Regions from separate parts of the Mus musculus genome. Here all the other regions are linked to region 3. The links are chromatin contacts, called in public Hi-C and promoter capture Hi-C maps. All regions are on one chromosome and are shown on one strand. The core of a region is the stretch at or near the end of the contact, and the rest is flanking DNA. Distances in the headings are between cores, read along the strand shown.

Evidence for each region. Promoter capture Hi-C pulls out the DNA fragments that hold promoters and counts their contacts. A called contact is a pair of places that touch in the nucleus more often than the background predicts.
Region 1: a Hi-C map of brain shows a contact between it and region 3, with 2.6 times the contacts expected there. The contact joins the enhancer-like site here to the promoter of Cecr2 in region 3. A contact is called at or near these places in 11 of 39 promoter capture datasets (the C10 cell line, cranial neural crest, embryonic stem cells and 6 more), 1 of 15 datasets of contacts at CTCF or cohesin (large pre-B cells), 28 of 484 Hi-C or Micro-C datasets (the HPC-7 cell line, bone marrow-derived macrophages, brain and 15 more), 10 of 115 datasets of contacts at active chromatin or transcription factors (astrocytes, cardiomyocytes, embryonic forebrain and 4 more) and 1 of 9 other capture datasets (liver).
Region 2: a promoter capture Hi-C map of pre-B cells shows a contact between it and region 3. The contact joins the enhancer-like site here to the promoter of Cecr2 in region 3. A contact is called at or near these places in 11 of 39 promoter capture datasets (the C10 cell line, the HPC-7 cell line, cranial neural crest and 6 more), 11 of 484 Hi-C or Micro-C datasets (B cells, the C10 cell line, the G1E-ER4 cell line and 4 more), 10 of 115 datasets of contacts at active chromatin or transcription factors (the 230-238 cell line, embryonic stem cells, epiblast stem cells and 4 more) and 2 of 9 other capture datasets (adipose tissue and liver).

The regions. Positions count from the first base shown.
Region 1 is chr6:120,715,387-120,719,602 of GRCm38.p6, forward strand. The region is part of intron 1 of Cecr2 (CECR2, histone acetyl-lysine reader); the gene reads left to right. Gm52876 (a long non-coding RNA gene) reads left to right here. Exons shown (of 2, transcript XR_003956357.1): 2 at 1-4,216. Among named protein-coding and RNA genes, the nearest start is that of Gm52876, 22 kb to the left of the region's middle. Within about 2 kb of position 1,430, at least 45 of the 459 cell types and tissues checked have an H3K27ac peak or open chromatin away from gene starts, as enhancers often do. A contact at or near this core is called in brain, cerebellar granule neurons, cerebellum and 9 more, where this site is marked.
Region 2 is chr6:120,624,126-120,628,673 of GRCm38.p6, forward strand. No RefSeq gene overlaps it. Among named protein-coding and RNA genes, the nearest start is that of Cecr2, 40 kb to the right of the region's middle. Within about 2 kb of position 3,231, at least 14 of the 459 cell types and tissues checked have an H3K27ac peak or open chromatin away from gene starts, as enhancers often do. A contact at or near this core is called in the 230-238 cell line and pre-B cells, where this site is marked.
Region 3 is chr6:120,663,677-120,668,038 of GRCm38.p6, forward strand. It overlaps Cecr2 (CECR2, histone acetyl-lysine reader), which reads left to right and starts at 2,638. Exons shown (of 19, transcript NM_001368706.1): 1 at 2,638-3,031. The coding sequence starts at 2,906.

The DNA of each region.
Region 1 (4,216 bases), core at 180-2,679, 51 kb after region 3:
CAGCCTGGTGGTAGAAGTTGGGTATGGCTAGCCAGGAACCTGTTTTTCCAGATTTCTTTTCTGCGTGGCCATGCTTGCACGAGCCTCCCAGAATGTGACAAGTGGAAAGCTTTTGGGCCTTTCTGTAGTCTGGAAGTTCCATGGAGCTGCAGGAATCTCCTGCTCCTCCTTGCTCACCCCTCCCTCCCCGCAATCCTAAAATATCTCGTATTTAATAGAAAGTTGCACTCTAGGTTTACTGTTTTTTATTGGTATAATTAATATTTTGCAGAAAAATTGGTGGTTTAGAGTTGCATTCAACTTTGATGGAAGAAGCTATTTTATTTTAGATCTATTCTGTTTCAAGGGAAGTTGAGGAAAAAAAAAATATTACAGCAAAGCAGCAAAACAGACCTTCAGCCTTTGGAAGTATCCGAGATATGCTGCTGGACCAACTAAAATTGTTTATAGCTGGTTTCAGGTCCCTGAGCATTATAGGCACTCTATCTGATTTATACTCTACAGTCTAAATTGGCATGGCACATGCCTTTGGGATTAAATTAATTTATACCAAGTGAGAAAGCATCAGCTGTCAAAGTCAGGGTGCCTTCTGGAGACCAGTATGCTTTTTTTCTTGGAGCATTCTGAGCTTACACTCCAGGCATTCTCTCTTGAACAGCAGCTGGGAGAGCCCTTCCCAGGGCCTGCTGAGCTTCCCTTTGTGCAGAAGTGGATCTGTTCCCACACAGGAGCAGAGCTGACCCAGATCCTACACCATCCTTGATCCTATGTACATCAGAAGGATTTTAGCTCTAAAAAAAGTTAATGCAACAAACAGAATCTATTATTCTTTTTAGGTGTTTTTGTTTACTACTTTTCTGTCTCTAATGAACTCAAAGCATTATTGTGATTGATTGGTAATTATGCAAATCTATGATCTTTGTCCTTATTTGGAATTAGAAGAAAGATTTCCTATTGAGTAAGATTAAAGAAAATTTGTACAATGAACAGGAGCATCCCAGCAGGCAAGAGAAAATATCAGTGTTGTTTAAGAGAAGGGATTTAGGAATATCCTATCTTTAGAGTGTCTATATAGTCAAATGGTTTTGTTAAGCAGGCAGGACTTTAGAAATAAGCAGTTAAGAATACTTTTCTGCAAGTGTGCTAAAAGCACCTCTTTGTGTTACTTTCCATTGCCCAGTGGTGTGGGCTGTCCCTTGCTCAGCCTGAGTTCTTCCCCAGTAGCCACTGCATGGTGGAAAGATTTGTTCTCTGGGGCAGGGAAAGTGGGGGGACATTGATTCGGGCTTTTCACTAATGAGCTGTGACGACAGCTGCAAGAGGGGCAAATCCTGTTACTCTCTTCACCTACTCTCTGAGGCTGCAGAGTGGATGGGAACAAGGTTCCCCTCTCTCTGCCGATCTGCTGCCTTTTCTGCTGTTGCCTTTCCCTTCCTCTTCTGCCCCTGAGCATCTTGGCAAAGGTCACATTTCGGTGCTCACAGTTCATTGCACACAGTGAAAGGGAGATACAAAAGAGTAGGAGAGAAAGTGAGAAAAGCAACCAAAAAAAAAAAAGGTTGGGGTGGAGATTTTTAGGAGGCTCTCTCCCTTGCTGCCTTAGTCTTACGACTTAAGCTCCAGGTTGAAACCTTAAAGCTTTGAATAACCTGGATTTCCAAGTAGTTTTTTGTAAGCAACTTATTAGAGCATGAACATGATGGGCTGTGAGTTAAAGAGAATTTCAATTTCTGTTCTGAAACTTGTAAATTTTGAAGATCGTTTTATCCCTAGTGTTTGCTCAGACTGTCATTGTAAGGATGACCTGTAATATTTATAGTATGTGTCAGAGACCATACTTAGCAATATTTTCCTAATAGAAAAAAATGTTAAATTGTGGCAAAAAGTTTTAAAATTGAACTATTAAAACGATTTCCCCATTAACCATTCTTAAGTGCAGTTCAGTAGTACCTTGCTGCTAGTCATTTGAGTGCACATTTTAGTAGTGTTAAGTGCAGTCACACCGATGTGAGGCACATCTCCAGAACTTTTTCTTTTCTGTGTCTGAGATTCTGTACCATTAAACTAACATGGAAAAGGTTAACCAAGCTGGTCCTTTTGTTAAGCAGGATTAAAATGGCTTCTCCGTTCTTTTGTTGTTGCTGTTTTCTCCTATAACATTCTTACTGTCCATTCCACTCCAGAATGAGAGAAAGGTATGTTTCACTATAGAGTTTTTGGTTTATTTATTAGTATAAACTGCTGGGACTCTATTACCTACAGGAGCAGGATAAAGCAGCTATTTAAAATTTTTTGCTTATAGGGGGTTGGGGGAGAGAGGATTTCAGTGTGTAGCTCTGGCTTGCCTATCTCTGCCTCCTGAGTGCTGGGATTGAAGGTGTAGATCACTGTGTCTAGCTTTAATAACTCTTGACCTAGCATTCTCTGGGAAAAGGCCTTGTAGAAGTGCACAACTGGAGCTCTGTGTGTGTGCACATGCACACACTACATACTACATATACACACACTACACACACACACACACACACACACACACACACACACACATATCAGTGGTGAATACTGGTCTATAATGAAGGTCTTGGGTTCCATCCCCAGCTCAAAAGATCAGGGCTTGAGTGTGGTGAACAAGGGGACATAGTAAATCCCATAGAAGTGTGTATTACAGTAAATGTTAATGTAGCTGTGGCATTTTGGTGGTAGGACCACAAAATTGAAGTCTTCTGGGAAGACTTGTAAGAGTTGTAAAGACCAGTGTCTTCAACATGACTTATTCGTTACATTCGTTACAGAGAGACAGATATATAGTCAGGTATCTTTTTTGAATGCAGTTCATTGTTTACATAGTACACCTCAGGAAAAAGGAAACAGCATTGGTTGAGTAGAGGTAGCACAAGTTGTCTAGTGCGCAGCAAACAACCATGTCCCGAATTCAAAGGTGGGGAAGGACTGGGAGGGCAGAGATCCTGGCCCCACAGCAAATGCTCCTTGAAAGCAATGTTCTTTTAGAGCTACAGAGGCTAGCTATCATAGGCTTAGTTGTACTTAGCCAGGTCAACCAGAATGCCAGACACTCAACATTCACCTGGGTCAGAGGCAGGAGTTCTTAGTGGAACACACAGCCTCTAGAAGTGTTCCTATTGCTATGTGGTTCTTGTGGTAAAATGGGGTATGCTGGGACACCAGCACCTACTGAGCTGCCTGGAGCCTGGTCTTTTTATAGCCCTTCAAAGGTTTGTCTCCTCCTTGCAGACATTTTGGTCTTGCTTCTGGTTGGTGTGGGCTGGCTGATGGGCTTTCTATGGCTTTGCTGGCTATACACTGGTGCTTGGTTCTGGTGTCAGGCTACTGAGCTGAAATGCCTCCATTTTTACTATAATTATATGTGGGTGTGCATGTGAAGAGGAGAGGACACCTTCACTTGGCTTTCGAAGATAGACTTCAGCTCACCAGGCTTGTGTAGCAAGTGCCTTTACCCTCTGAACCATCTTGCTGACCCCATTGAGTCTTTTAAAATATAGAACCTTAATAAGGGAAAGATAGTTTTGTTTCCCCAAGAATACTGTCCTGGGTAACTGGGTTCTCCTCTCCCCTCTCCCTTCTCCCCATCACAGATTTACTGATTTGGAAAAGTCTTTGAGACTGGTTTTGCTATTGGAATCCAGATTGACCTTGAATGTTCTATTCGGCTCAAGCATTGAGATTGCAGGCCTAGCTATCTTGAGAGAGTGGATGTGTATGACCTGTAATTTGCCTTCTAGCTTTAGCATCCCTGGGTTCTGATATACTTTGAAGTGAATAGCCTGGAACTTCTTTGCATCCAGGATTAAGCTACTGTTAGAACAACTGGCCATTTATTTTGTAATCTTAGCCTGTGACCAGGTTTAAACTGTGAGCCTATTGTTGTTGTTGTTGGTGGTGGTGGTGGTGGTTTGTTTTGGTTTTTGATTGTTTTAGAGTCTCAAACAGCCCATTACGTTTTGAAAATAAAGATTTTCCAATTTAGGGCTTTAAAATAATAAACAATTCATTAGATTGCATTAAAAGTTTAATATTTCTCTATACTAGAAAGAGGCTGTTTACTTTATGTAACACACACACACACACACCCCTATGTAATTGTTGAGATCCAAAATCATATGTCATGCTTTTGAAATAAGGTACCCAAAAGTTTAATATATCACTTCATACATCACATTCTTGTATTGGAGGGTTG
Region 2 (4,548 bases), core at 1,981-4,480, 39 kb before region 3:
GTGTCTGTTCACAGCAGTAAAACCCTAACTAAGACACCTGCGAAGCCATCAGTCTATCAACTGAGCCACTTCCTCCGCCATAGTATTGCTTTTATCTTTGAGACAGGATTTCTCTATGTAGCCCTGACTGGCCTTGAACTCACAGAGATCAACCTCCCTTTCAGCCTCCAGAGTACTGGGATTAAAACCTTGTTGCTTGACTTCAACCATAGTTTAATTTTCATTTTAATTTTTTAAAAGATTTATTTATTTATTATATGTAAGTACATTGTAGCTGTTTTCAGACACACCAGAAACACATCTGATCTCATTACAGATGGTTGTTAGCCACCATGTGGTTGCTGGAATTCCAACTCAGGACCTTCGGAAGAGCAGTCAGTGCTCTTAACCACTGAGCCATTTCTCCAGCCCAACCCCCCAAGTTTTAATCGTAAAGAAAAAAACCTCAATTTTAAAGATGTGTCAAGAGGATGGAAAGATGGCTCAACAATTAAGAACATTTGCTAGAGGCAGATCTCTTGAGTTTGAGGCCAACTTATTCTACCAGGTCTATTCAAAGAAACCCTGTCTCAAAACCATCTATTCTCGCACCCCATCCATCAAAAATAACACTTGCTAGGTTGTTTCTGGTAGTATAAGCCTTAGGTCCCAGCACTCCAGAGGCAGAGGCAACAACAGATCTCTGTGAGTTCAAGGACAGCCTGGCCTACAGATCGAGTTCCAAGCAATCAGAGCTATGTAGAGACATCTGGAAGAAAGAAAGGGAGAGAGAGAGAGAGAGAGAGAGAGAGAGAGAGAGAGAGAGAGAGAGAGAATAGTGCTCTCCCAAGTTTAGTTCTTACGACCCACATGATGTCTCACAACTGACTATAACTTTACTTACAGAGAATCTAGGACCCTCTTCCAGACTGCATGGGCAGCAGGCACTGACATAGTACACATTATGCATGCAAGCAAAACACTCATACACATAAAATAAGAATCAATATTCAGGAAAGAAAGCTTTGGCGGCTTGGGCCTCAGGAGGCCTGACTTGTTTCCCTGCTACTATGCTGTGACTCCCAGCTGTAAATTCCTGGGGTTGCTTTTAAAACATTTTGTACTCAATCAAGCAGAACGAACCCGTGGGGTCAGATTTGGATTTGTGCAGATAAGACTAAAAGGAGATAAGAACCCTGGGCCCTGAGCCAGACCGTCCTGTCTTCCTGTCCCGGCCCTGCTCCTGCTTGTCTCTTCTCTTCCTGGACTTGTATCCTCATGGTTAGCAGGAGCAAACCCCTCCCAGGACGGCCGGTTACTCAGTGAAGGCACCCAGAGACAGCTAGTGTGGGATTCACGCATAAGCATGTGTTCCTTTGATGTTTTTTTTTTTGTTGTTGTTCTTCAAACTTGAAATTGCAAAATTAATTTTACCTAGCTTGATTTAAAGTTACAAAGATGAGAGAATGAAGAGCACTGACTGTTGTTTCTGAGGACGCAAGTTCGATTCCCAGCACCCACATGGTGGCTCACAACCATCTGTAACTCCCATTCCAGGGTGTCCAATCTCTTCCTGCTGCTGCAGGTACTGTATCCACATGGTGCACAGAAATACATACAAGTAAAGTACCGTGCATACACATAAAATAAGAATAAATACAACTTGTTTTAAAAAAATCATGTATAGGACAGGAGAGAAGTTTTGGCAGTTAAGAGAGTGTGTTCTTGCAGAGAACCTAGGTTTAATTCTCAGGACCAACACATCAGTTCCCAGCTGTTTATAAATCCAGTTGCACACAGGTGGTACCCATGCATATGTGTCAGGAAAGCACTTAGGTACCTAAAGAAATAAACATGAAATTATTTTTTAAAATTAGTATAAGAATGAGAGGCTAATTGTAAAACAGTGTGCCAGGTACCTGGGGATGGGGTGGTAAAAACTAGGAGCGCTCAGTGGGTACGGGGCGGGGGCGGTATTCACAGTTTCCAGCTGCCATCTTGCTGCCTGACCCTCACCTTTCCCCTCCTCCCATGCTCATGCCCACTCTAAGAAGGCTTTCTCAGCTGGGCTTAATCTCTCCGTGTATAATATGTTGCTGGTCAGGTATTTTGCTAGTAGGCTCACAGGAGAGCACCCTGGTAGACAGTAATTACGTATCTACTAGCAGGTTGGGAATGGTCAGCCTCTCTGCATACTGGAATTGCAAAAGGCTTAGAAATCTGGGGCCACAGTCTTTGGAATGGGGATGAATTTTCTGCAGTTCCTCTAAAACTAGGAAGATGACAACTCTTTCTGTAGTTCTTCCTCCTTTAAAAATATTTGGTGTGGCCAGGCGTGGTGGCACACGCCTTTAATCCCAGCACTTGGGAGGCAGAGGCAGGTAGATTTCTGAGTTCGAGGCCAGCTTGGTCTACAGAGTGAGTTCCAGGACAGCCAGGGCTACACAGAGAAACCCTGTCTCAAAAAAAAAAAAAAAAAAAAAATTGGGATGTGTGTGTGTGTGTGCGTGTTCCGGTGTGTGTTCCGGTGTGTGTTCCGGTGTGTGTTCCGGTGTGTGTGTGTGTTCCGGTGTGTGTTCCAGTGTGTGTTCCTATGAGTGCATGTGCTTCTGCCCAGAAGCAGAACTCAAAGGTCCTCTATCTTTCTCTGCGTTATGCCCTGAGACAGGGTCTCCCACTGAACCCGGAGGTTGCTATTTTGGTAGGTTTGCTAGTCAGCTTCTTCCTGAGTTCTGTCTCTGCCCCCCACTGCTGGGGTTACAGGCCTGTGTGGCCATGACCCGATTTACATGGGTCCTGGGAGTTCGAACTCAGATCCTCACGCCTACGTAGCGAGTGTCCTTACCCACCGAGCAGTCTTCTCAACCCCAGGATTCTTTTATATCAGAATGTGACCAAGTCGACAGAGGGATGTGTGGGATCTCTGCTGTGAAGCAATCACAGTCTCGGGGAAAGTCACAGTGTCATAGAGACAGTTTTAAGCTGATGTTAACTCTTTACTGGGATATGAATGTGAGGACTGCAAGCATGTAAACCTACCCCCACCCCCACCCAACGCCCCATCCCCCATGCATGTTGGGCTGAAGCCTCAACTCCTGCCGTGACTGTATTTGGGGTTGGGACCTTCAAGGAAGCAGTTAGGTTAAACAAAGAGTGCTCACAGTTCAGCTTGCAGTACTATTCAAAGGTCCTGACCACACTCCCCTGGGGAGCCAGAATTCAGTATTGGCAGCTTGGTAGCACCTGCAGTGCCCTGTTTGTGCTGGTCCATACTGAATGCCTACTGAAATGAGGTGGAGACAGAGGGTATGGTGCCCTGGTAATGTATTGTGATGGCTAGTTTTCAGGGTCATATTGACACAACCTAAGATCACCAGGGAAAAGACTCTCAGTGAGAGACCCTATCTCGGGTTAGCCTGCAAGTGTGCTCGTTGGGGACTATCTTGCTTGCCTTAATTGATGTGGGAAGACCTAGCCTGAAAGTGGGCGGCACCAGTCACCAGTCTGAGAACTCTATCAGCGTAATAAGCATGCACACATTCATTTCTCTCTGTCTGCTCTTGACTGTAGTTATGTGAGTAGCTGCTCCTGTCCTCTTGCCGATGTGACTCAATCACAGTGACGGACTACAACTTGAACACACCATGAGCTAAAATAAACCTTCCCTCCCGTAACTCATCAGGATATTTGATCACAGCAGCAGAAAGGAAACTAGAGCATTTGCCTGGCCTGCGCAACCTCACCATGCCGGCTCATGCTGGATTCTGATTGTCGACATATTGGGTTGCAAAGCACCTCGGTTAGTGAGGCACTCCTGTGGTATGCCTATAAGGGAGTTTTCAGTCAGTTTCCCGGGTACCACGAGCTAGAACTTTCTTTTACCATGGGCTTTCCGTACCATGATGCTCTGCCTCAGCACAGACCCATAGCATTGGAGCTAGCCAGCTGTGGAGCAAGAATACCTCCTTTCAAGTTTGTCTCGGATATCTGTCACAGCAACAAAAAAAATATATATAATACAGGTCTCATTGTGTTTTCTCAGGCTCCTAGGCTCAAGCAAGCCTCCTGCCTCAGTTTCCTAGGTAGGTGAGATGGGCGTGTGTCTAGTGTAATTATTCATCTTTTAGTTACCATAACAGAGATCCTACACAGAGTCAGCTTATATTAAATAAATTAATTGTCAGCACAGCAATGAAGAATTCCGGCTTCATTCATACATATTCAAGTATGTGGGCAAAGGATAACCCAGGGATTGGTTCTCTGCTTCCGCTGTGGGTTCTGGGAATGGAACTTAGGAAGCCAGAATTTTGAAGCAAGCAGTTTACCTTGCTGAGTTTAGGACTCAGACACTGAAACACAGGCATCACAGTAGCCAGGCAGGCAGTGACAGTGGGCAAGCAACTGGCCAGAAACTCTAGCGAGCAGGGTACGTACGGGTTTACCTCACAATGCAGCTGACCTAGTATTCTATTTGGGAAAATTACAGACAACGCTTCTAGATTTCTCAGACTTTCCAGAGAAACAAAACAAAACAAAATATCTTGAACAAAACAAAATATCTGGATTTGT
Region 3 (4,362 bases), core at 1,388-3,887:
GAGAGAATAAAAGAATTATTTCCAGGTAGCCTCAGCATCACTGGAGGTTAAAGGCACTGCTCAAGAGTAGAAAAGAACAAGAGTGAGACATGGTATAGGGAAGACTTAGCTAACTCTGGTGATCTGAGAGAGAATGGGCTAGGTTGGAACAAATCAAGAGCAAAAGGAACAATCCAAACAGGTGACAATTGTTTTAAGAATTCCCATACTTGCATTCCCACAGGGGTCCTTATTCTAGATTCCAAGTTAGTCCAGGAGACAGGTCTGAAGCAGGTAGGCATAGGGAAAGGCAAAACTAGTGTTCGGAGCCGAGTCAAGGATCCAGGGCTGCCAAGTCCAGGAAGTGGCTGTTCAACAGTAGCCAGTCTAATCCAATGGTCGGACCTAAGAACCGTCGGACCAGAGCCAGACTGAAACAGAGTTGCATATTGGTAATAGTCAATGGCTGGTGTCACACTAACCCATATGGGACATTCAAGCAGACACAGGCCTCTGAGGCAAATCCATTCAGAGGAAGGAGGTCCCGATCATCTTGACCCCCTTTAAGGGGCAGAAGTACAGCACTTCCAGGCTCCCAACACCTTTCATTTCCAGGACTTTTGGCAGCATGAGAATAAGCAGAGGGAGAAGTTACAATGGGGGTGAGTAGTGGGTATAACGAGCACTCAATATCACAGTGATTAAGAAGGAGCCAAATCTCTCTTATCTTTCTGCTTTCTGGTATTGTTAATTATTATTAGGCTATAGTAATGACAACTGAGATGCCAGCTAAGAAGGTTAGATAATGATAAAAGATAAAGATGGAAGTGAGTGATAGGAGGATCAGGGAGACCAGGGAGGAAGGATCAAACAAACAGTCAGAACATAATGGCTTTGACACAAGTATGTTAAGAAACGCCACAGCACCCAGAGTGTCTGTAACCCCAGCACCCAGCAAGTGCAGGAAGGATTGGTTCAAGGTGCAGAGAGCTTGTTGCTCCCTAGTCTGGGCTTCATGCAACCCTTTTCAAAGGAAAATGGTGTGATACATGAAGAGCACAGCAGTTCAGGGCAAGTCAAACATGGAGGCTCCAGCCTGGGCTACAGACTCACAAAAAAGTTCCACGGAGCCCTCCTGTATCCCTCCACCCCCATTCATGAGGTATCTACAGAGTAGCTGCGTTTTGAAAACATTCAAAAACAAACTTTAAAAATAAAAATGGGATAGATAGCGTGTAGGGGTTGCTAACTCTCACCTACAGGGCAGTGTGAGGGAAGATGAAGTATCTTAAGGTTAGTTGGCTCACAAAAGGCACACTTGGATATATAACTTAAGGATTTTAGTGTTTTTAAGTGCTGCCTTACAAAGACACAAGAGGTTAGTTATTAAAGTAATTAGAATAGGTGAGGGAGGAGGAACGAGCCAGGCCTCCCACTTACACATCTATCTCACAAACTCGCTCCCTATTATTCTTTCCAGGGTTGTACCTATCTAAACAGCCGAATTTGAGTGCACCTAAGGGGCGGTGTTTCTGGCGAGGTGGACTAAAGAAGCAGCCAGGACTCTTAGAGTAGAACTGCTCAAGCGCAAATGACCAATACAAATAGGCGCTACTACAACGTAGTTTTTCCAAACTTCTGGGCTATTTCGGGGGTGATTTTTTCCCCTTCCGGTTTAGACAGAATTCCACCGTCCTAAATAGCAGTTAACTTTTCTAAAGTCCGAGCACCTTCCTCTCGGAGCGTATTCCCGCAGCCCGGGCAGGTCTCCACCCCCACCCGGACACACGTCCTTAGTCTCCAGGCTCTTCCCCATCCCCCAGCCTCCCAGCCACATTGTGAGCACTCGCGCCCGCAGCAGCCGCGCTCCGCTCCGGCGAGGGCAGTCAGAGGGCTCAAAGCCAGTCTCCTCCAGGGCGGCTGCACGTGTCCGTTCCCTGGGGTGGGGGAAATTGCTCTTCCCGCTAGGCTGCTGATTGGTGCCTCCCCCCTACTCCACCCTTCCCGCCACACTCTACCCCTCCATCCTACTCGGTTCCAGCCGAACCAGCCCCACCACCTTCTTCCCTTGGAGAAGCGAGGCACTTTAGCGCTCCCTTAAGTCCCGTTCTCAGATAGGCTAATAATAGTAATAATAATAAAAATAAAAAAGCGCTAAAGAACAGGTGGAAAGCGCGTCGTTTCCCCGGGCCTCCGGTTTCCAGCGTGGACGTCCCACTCGCTCTGTCCCGCGCCACCCTCCACAGCAGTAATAACTGAAATCCCACACGTGCGCACTCCCGGAGCGAGTCCCCAGCAAGAGCACCACCCCGCGGGCCCTTTAAAAGGACTCGACCACTGAGGCCACGTGGGGGTGGGAGAGACCCTTATTGTCTTCCGTCACCAAAGTCGCCGAACTCCCCGGCCCCAAACACCTGCACGGCAGAGCGCGGCTCCCACCCGCCCGGCCGCCCGCGGGCTGCGCGCGGGCCCCTCCGCGTCACGGGCGGCCCCTCCCCGGGCGCGGCTCGCCCGCTCCCCCTCCCCCGCCCTCGGTGCAGCTGTCCGCGCAGGGGTGGGGGCGGGGTTGTTGTTGTGGTGCGCGCCGGCCCCGCCCCCTCCTCGTGGGCGGCCCCTCCTCCCAGGTTTCTGCCGGGCCCCCTCCCCACCCCCAGCCCCATCTGTTTTCCTCAGCGCTGAGTGGATTATATTGTATGGGATTGGGGGCGGCCGCACGGCCGCGGCGGGACGGGGCGAGCGCGCGGCCCCCGCCGGCTGCCCGAGCAGCGGCCGCTTGAGCGAGTCGGACCGCCGCCCCCCGCCCGGCCGCGCCTCCGCTTGAGCTCACGCCGAGCGGCGGGAGCCGCCGCGCGCTGAGTGAGAGGCGCTGCCGGCGGCCGGAGTCCGAGCGAGCGAGCGAGAGCGAGTGAGCGAGCGCGGCGGGGAGATGTGCCCGGAGGAAGGCGGCGCGGCCGGGCTGGGCGAGCTCCGCTCCTGGTGGGAAGTCCCGGCCATCGCGCACTTCTGCTCGCTCTTTCGCACGGCGTTCCGCCTGCCCGACTTCGAGATCGAGGTGAGTAGCCGGCGCTGCGCCCTTTCTCCGCGCTTCTCTGCGGGGAGTCGCGGGCCGCCGACTTGGCGCGGAGTGCGGGCGGCGAGGGGGCTCGGCGGCGGGCACGAGGCTGGCGGCCGGCACGGGCTCCCCGTGGCCCCGCGCGCTCTCGCCGGCGGGGGTCGAGCCTGCTTTTGTCGGCGCGGGACCCCGGGGCTCTCCCGGGACTTCTCGGCCGGTCTGAGGGCGAGAGTGCGCGCGCGCTCCCCGCTGGAGCCTCGGAGGCGGCGAGCAGCTGCTCAGGCGGGGACCGGGACGCGATGCGGGCTCACGCGCCGGGGGCCACAGCGGCGGGGCGGGAGCGGCCTCGGGCAGGGGCGGCGTTGCTCGGGAGACGCTCGCCCGGGTCGCACTTGGCGGACTTGCGGAGGCCCGTAACTCTCGGGCGCTTCGAGTCAACTTCGGGCGGGCGCAGATGGGGCCTGGGCTTGGGGCGTTCTCCTTGTGGGACCGCCCGTCGCTCACCGTCGCTCGGGACGCCGAGACTGTGGAGGGAAAGTTTGGGCCCCCCTCCCTTTTAAAACAGCTCCTCTACGGAGGAAGGCGCAGCCGTCCGTATTCCGGGAGCTCTCTCTCTGAGTTGATTTCGCCACCATTATTCCCCCGGGCGAGCGAGGAGGAAAGGAATGGCTTTCTGGCCAGGCCGAAGGTGCTTTCAAGACCCGAGGCTTTGTGATAACTGGACTAAAATCCGAGGGTCCTAATGACAAGGACGGTGGCGGGAGTGTGGGAAACGGAATGTATAAGATGGTCCGAAGCAGCATCCTGGCATTTATTTTTGGAAGGAATTGTGAAATACTGATTGGTTGGCAGGTTGAGTTGCTTTTTTTCCTGTCTGTAGGGACTTAATCACCCTTTTTTTTTTTTTTTTTCTTCCTTGGGACAAAGGTACAAGAAACTGTTGTTGGTCAGTTACTGTTTTCAGTTTTGTGACTGCCTTTACAATGGAAGTAATCAAAATTAAAGTAATTTATTTGGGAAGTCTGACCGTTGTGGTTGCCTCTTCACCCCCCCCCCCCCCGAATCTTGATTTTAATTTGTTGACTCTTGAGGTCTTCGCACACCTTTATTTTTTAAAGTCCGTTGTGTTTGCAGAAATATCACTTGCTTCTATGAATGAAGCGTGGGAATTTCCTCGTGTTGCAAAGTTAACGAAATTGGAAATCTAAACCGATTACAAGGGGTGTAGGTTAGGAAGGTGAAGAGGAATGTGGACTGAAGTTGGGGCCATTCGATGGCTTTTGGAGGGACTTTAAAACAAAGTGAAAAGGTTGGTAGGATTTTCCAGGTCG